Regions from separate parts of the Macaca mulatta genome. Here region 1 is linked to region 2. The links are chromatin contacts, called in public Hi-C maps. All regions are on one chromosome and are shown on one strand. Each heading gives the region's core, a stretch centred on a gene start, on an enhancer-like site or on the middle of the called end of the contact. The rest is flanking DNA. Distances are from core to core; before and after follow the strand shown. Region 1 holds the start of ELAC2 (elaC ribonuclease Z 2). Region 2 holds the start of ADPRM (ADP-ribose/CDP-alcohol diphosphatase, manganese dependent).

The links. Hi-C and Micro-C count contacts between places; a contact is called where the count stands out from the background.
Region 1: a contact with region 2 is called in a Hi-C map of CD4 T cells, with 8 times the contacts expected there. The contact joins the promoter of ELAC2 here to the promoter of ADPRM in region 2. A contact is called at or near these places in 2 of 14 Hi-C or Micro-C datasets (CD4 T cells and fetal cortex germinal zone).

What each region holds. Positions count from the first base shown.
Region 1 is chr16:14,530,125-14,533,030 of T2T-MMU8v2.0, reverse strand. ELAC2 (elaC ribonuclease Z 2) reads left to right here and starts at 1,270. Exons shown (of 24, transcript XM_077970388.1): 1 at 1,270-1,593; 2 at 2,193-2,243; 3 at 2,382-2,452. The coding sequence starts at 1,331. It overlaps LOC144335342 (a long non-coding RNA gene), which reads right to left and starts at 1,050. Exons shown (of 3, transcript XR_013406124.1): 1 at 485-1,050.
Region 2 is chr16:12,205,268-12,207,967 of T2T-MMU8v2.0, reverse strand. It overlaps ADPRM (ADP-ribose/CDP-alcohol diphosphatase, manganese dependent), which reads right to left and starts at 1,290. Exons shown (of 4, transcript NM_001194621.1): 1 at 1,271-1,290. SCO1 (synthesis of cytochrome C oxidase 1) reads left to right here and starts at 1,406. Exons shown (of 6, transcript XM_001118271.5): 1 at 1,406-1,709. The coding sequence starts at 1,437.

The DNA of each region.
Region 1 (2,906 bases), core at 21-2,520, 2.3 Mb before region 2:
TCAAGAATTTCGAGTAGGAATCTATATGACTTGAATCTCCTCTACTTCCTGAATAAAAGTGACATTTTTCAGTATTTATTTAAAAAAAAAATCATATTTCAGTGAAGCTTCCAGGTAAACTATCTTAAAAAAAAATCATATGTGAGTGGACCTTCCACGTAAATTATCTCCCTCTTTTAAGGGAGCTCCCTGTATTTCTAGCGACTTTAACTGAAATCCCTTTCAGGGAGAAATCCTCATTAGCTACATAAGAGGGGATTAGGTGTTTTTTTCAAAGAGCTGGTATTGGAACATCTACCTCTCTGATGTCCCTGGTCAGCTATATTGTATATGAGTGGAAACATTTTGTATTTTAATTTTCTATCATTTACTGGGTGCCTCTTCTGTGACAGAGCCACTCCAAGGGCTATTGATATATTATCAGGTGACTGAATTCTAAATATATTCTGAAGCAGGAGATACTGTTATTGCTGTTATTACTCACGTTTTAGAGATAAGAAAGCTGAGGCTCTGAGAGGTCAAGATCACGCAGCTAACGAATGAGCCAAGACTCTCTTGCTTTAGAGCTTGTCCTCTACTCTTGCTTTTCTTTCCAGAAAACACTCAATTTTTTGTTTGTTTCCTTTTGTTTTGTTTTGAGACAGGCTCTCGCTGTCACCCAGGCTGCAGTGCAGTGACGCGATTTTGGCTCACCGCAACCTCCGCCTCCCGGGCTTAAGCGATTCTCCTGCCTCAGCCTCCCTGGACTACTGGCGCGCGCCACCACGTAAAAATGATCATGTTCTAACACGTATGCATACGAATTACAATGGAAACAAAATTAGCAAAAGCGCCTTTTATGCTAATGCTCAATACAATTGATCTCCTCACATTTAATCCTCACAACCCCTACAATCACCTCAAACTCAAACTCTAAGCAGCTGACGTGCCCTGAGGGCACAGCTCTTATCTGGCGGGAACAGGCGCGTCTCAGCGAAACTCCAAACTCCTAAGACCCGCCTTCCACAGAAAGGCTTTTCCTGACACGGTGCTTCCGGAAGTCCCGCCCCAGGAGAAAAACAGCTTCCGGAAAAAAATGGAGGCCAGGAAACCGGAACAGACCGGGGCCGCTTGAGACGCTCTAGTATTCCTCTACTCTATGGCCGCTGACAATTGACAAGGCCCGAGCAGTAAGACTCCTTTCTATTGGATGAGCAGCCTCGCGTAGGCGGGCAGCTCGGTGCACGGCGCGCTGATTGGCTGAATCTGCCACGCGGAGCGGGGGGCGGTGCGTGGGACGCGCGGACTGAGGTGACCGGCGGCTTTTCTTAGTTTTAGTGAAGACGGGCGCATGTGGGCGCTTTGCTCGCTGTTGCGGTCCGCGGCTGGACGCACCATGTCGCAGGGACGCACCATATCGCAGGGACGCACCATATCGCAGGGATCCGCCCGCCGCCAGCGGCCGCCCAAGGACCCGCTGCGGCACCTGCGCACGCGAGAGAAGCGCGGCCCGTCGGGGTCTTCCGGCGGCGCGAACACCGTGTACCTGCAGGTGGTGGCAGTGGGCAGCCGGGACGCGGGCGCCGCGCTCTACGTCTTCTCCGAGTTCAACCGGTCAGTGCGCCGCGCTTGGGGTTCCTTCAACGAGCCACACCCCGTCCTGCCGGGCCCTCAGTGCGGTGCAGCCTCTGAGCATCGGGGCACTTCCCAGGGCTTCTGCTTCCCTACTTCACAAATGTGGTTCACTGTTGCGGGGGTTCGTAAAGTTATGGTGGGTGGGAAATCCCAGATTCTTTGCATCCATGTGATTTCTGGGGATCTGTGAAGAACTTCAGACTTGGGTCAGAGCGTCCTCTTCCCAGCCCTAGGGCCCGGCGTGGCTGTCAGCACTTTCGGAGCTCCACCCTCTTCCTTGCACCCCAAGGTCTTTGTTAGCGTGTGGAGTGGACAGATCTGGTGTGTAGCCAGTGATGGGGAAAGAACCCGTTTTGTCCCAGCACCCACACACACGGGCCCCCACTCCTCTCCACCTCTCCTATGGAGGACTCAAAACCCACCATCCTAATAGCAGAAATGTGGTTCGGTAGTCCAACATGGACTTTTAATTTTTTTTCTTTTTTGTTTTTTTTCCAGCGTCTACCATAAAGCAACTAATTGGTGTCAGTTTACAGAATAAAACCTTCTGAATGTCTTGTGTAATGTTTGTCTTGTAGATACCTCTTCAACTGTGGAGAAGGCGTTCAGAGACTCATGCAGGAGCACAAGTGAGTCAGTCTCTTGCTTTTGGAGGGGGAGTTGATTACGGGGCTTGAAAGCTGAAATGAGAGGCCAGGTGTTTTTTATAGCAAAAGTGGTCCTTGTTCTGTTCATGTTATCCTGTTTAAATGTTTTCTCATTCTTAGGTTGAAAGTTGCTCGCCTGGACAACATATTCCTGACTCGAATGCACTGGTCTAATGTTGGTGGCTTAAGTGGTGAGTATATTCTTTGCAGTGTCAGAGGCTGGTGGGAAGTCTCCGGGAATTTAACCTGCTTGACTGTTTTTCCGCGTCTGGTGTGGGGTGGGCAGCTAGACTTTTTTTTTTTTTTTTTTTTGTCAGTGGCGTGATCTTGGCTCACTGCAACCTCTGCCTCCTGGGCTCAAGTGATCCCCTCACCTCAGCCTCCCAAATCCCTGGGACCACAGGCCCACCCTACCACACCTGGCTAATTTTTTTTTGTATTTTTTGTAGCGACTGCGTTTTACCATGTTGCCCAGGCTGGTTTCAAACTTCTGGGTTCAAGCAATCCTCCTGCCTTGGCCTCCCAAAGTGCTGGGATTATAGGCATGAGCCACCGCACCTGGGCTGGAATTCTTTTTATAGCAGCCCAGTCAGCTGCAGCACAGAGCATTAAAAGCTGTGACTCAGAAGAACAGATTTTAATATG
Region 2 (2,700 bases), core at 41-2,540:
ATCAGGTAACCTACAATTGGGCAATTAGAGATGAACAATACTTTTTCTATGCTATTTGCCTGACTACACAAGGTACTTTTATGTCTTTTTGTCAATTACAGGAAAAAATTATCCCTGGGCAAACAAATACACAAAGATAAAAGAGTAAAAATCTTACCCACGGGCAACTTTAAGATAGAAAAAAAATAGTTTGATTAACGACTTGAAGTGCTGAACAAACATTTAAGAACTCTGGCAGAAATTTCTGAAAATCCTAGTCCAACCAACAATCAAAAAACACAGGTAACAGGATGCTCCGTTACTGGGTTAGAGAGCAGCACAGTTGGCTAGTATGGCCAACTCATAGAAAACAAGCAAACCAACCATGCTCTGGTCCAACACTCACCAGAGCACGAGTTTCTCCTACTCGGTGTCGGTCCCTTGCGGGGAAAAAAAAAAAGCCACACAGGAGCGGGATCTGTAGTTAAGTCATTAGAGGTTTTTGCAAAGCAACCACCGAGGTAGGGGCGGGGAGGAAGTGGTTAATATTGCGAATCTTAAAGGCAGATGGAATGAAGTTAGACTTGCACAAGGAACGAAAAACATACGGATGCTCTTGGCCTCATTAATAAAGAACATAAGCAGTTCCAGGCGAGGAACCCATAACAAACTTCAAATCACGAAACTTTAGGAAGCAAGGGAGTCCGTGAGAGTATTTTAAGAAACTGGGGCCCAGAAAGACTAAGTTAAGGGACGGGATATCATGCCATCTACACTTCTTTATACACTGCTATGCTTTATTAATTAGGGTACAATATAATATTAAATAACTAGAAGCGCTGGGCATTTAAAGTTCTTCCAGACCACCCAAACCACTCAAATTATCCTAATTAGCAATTTTTTTTTTTAAGTTACAGATTATTTCAATTGCAATGGGTCGGTTTCTATTTCAAAGATGTAAAGGAGTCAACAATCTTGCACTTCCTCTTGGCCGGCAGGACGACGTTGACAAAGTCGGCCAGACAAGGAAGGGTTACGGGGGCTGCCTAGTCCTGTGGGTTTCTAGGCAGTGTGTTCTCTCTTCCGAGGTTGGGGTGTCCCCGGGGCGAGGAGCTGGCTGTGGTCACCTAAGCCCCCGACCAAGGCGGCGCGCCCCCAGCGCTTCGGGCCGCCTTGCCTCGGCCCAGCCGCCCACCTGGACCCCTAAGGCATCCCCCTTCCGTGGCTCCGCGGTCCCGTGGCACCGCCCAGCCCGCGCCGGACCCGCCTCCAGCCGCAAGCAACCACCTACCGTGCGCCGGCCCCTCAGCTGAAAGGATCCAGCCTACGGGATAAGCAACCGCGCCACCAACGAGCGGGACGGACAGAGCGGCTCCTTCCGACTTCCGGAGGAAGCGAAACGTTACCGGAAATCGCAGGAAGGGTCAAAGGATACCCGGTCTCCGAAGTTCTTGGCGATGCTGGTCCTGGTACCCGGACGAGTTATGCGGCCTCTGGGTGGCCAACTTTGGCGCTTCTTGCCTCGCGGACTCGAGCTTTGGGGCCCAGCCGAGGGGACTGCGAGAGTCTTGCTGAGGCAGCTCTGCTCGCGGCAAGCGGAGGTGTGGCGTGCCTCCGGGCTCCCTGGCTACTGCTTAGGAACCCGGCCCCTCAGCACGGCGAGGCCGCCACCCCCACCCCCGTGGTCGGAGAAGGGCCCCAGAGACTCCACGCGCCCCTCGAAGCCCGGGGTGAGTGCACATCTGGAACCCTTCTGGTGCTCGTCGCTGCTGTCGGCCAGCCCAGCAGCCACATCCCACTTGATCGTAACTAACCTCAGACACTCCGCCTCCCTTAAAGTTGTCCTCAGCTTGGGCGCCTTACCTGCGTCATGGAATTTCATCCTGCATTTCCCGTGCTTAGCCGGTAGTCCCAGTTCTCCAGAGAGAACTTGAGACCTTACTTACACCCTCTCCACGTGGCTGGGTGCCCGGACTTGGATTTTATGTTAGCGTTTCCACCAAAAAAAAAAAATTAAGTTTCAGGTTTTCTTAAGGGTGTGAACCTAAAGTTGACTGTGATTGAGGAGTCCGAGGACTTTTATAATTTGTCACTTGAGCCTCATCCAGAGTTCCATGTATATGTTGAAATTGAAACAAAAAATGGAACTTAGTTATGTGTGGATGTGCCTTTTTCTTGGGGTTCTCTCGAGTTCCGATTCTGACCCAGAAAGAACTTGAGAGCCACTATCCTGTGGTAAGAGAAGTGGGTTTTCGGAGCTGCGGGAAAGTTAATGAGTTAGGCCTAGTTGGCCAACTTCTTCCTCATTTGGGGAGTTGAATAAGGGTACAAAGAAATAATGGCAGTAATTTGCAGGAAGCTCCACTTTTAGATGCCTCTTGTACTTTGGCTTTGTTACTTCTGGAAGCCAGAGTTAGGTTAACCTCCCAAATTTCGTTTGGTTTGTTTATATTCTCAGTATCAGCATAAACAGATAATGGTTTTTGTGTGTGTGTGTTTGGATTTTTGGTTTTTATTTTGTTTTGAGACGGAGTTTTGCTCTGTTGCCCAGGCTGGAGTGCAGTGGCCGGATCTCGGCCCACTGCAACCTCCGCCTCCCTGGTTCAAGCGATTCTCCTGCCTCAGCCTCCCGTGTAGCTGGGTTTAGAGGGACCCGCTACCACGCCCGGCTAATTTTTGTATTTTTAGCGGAGATGAGATTTCACCATGTTGGCCATACTG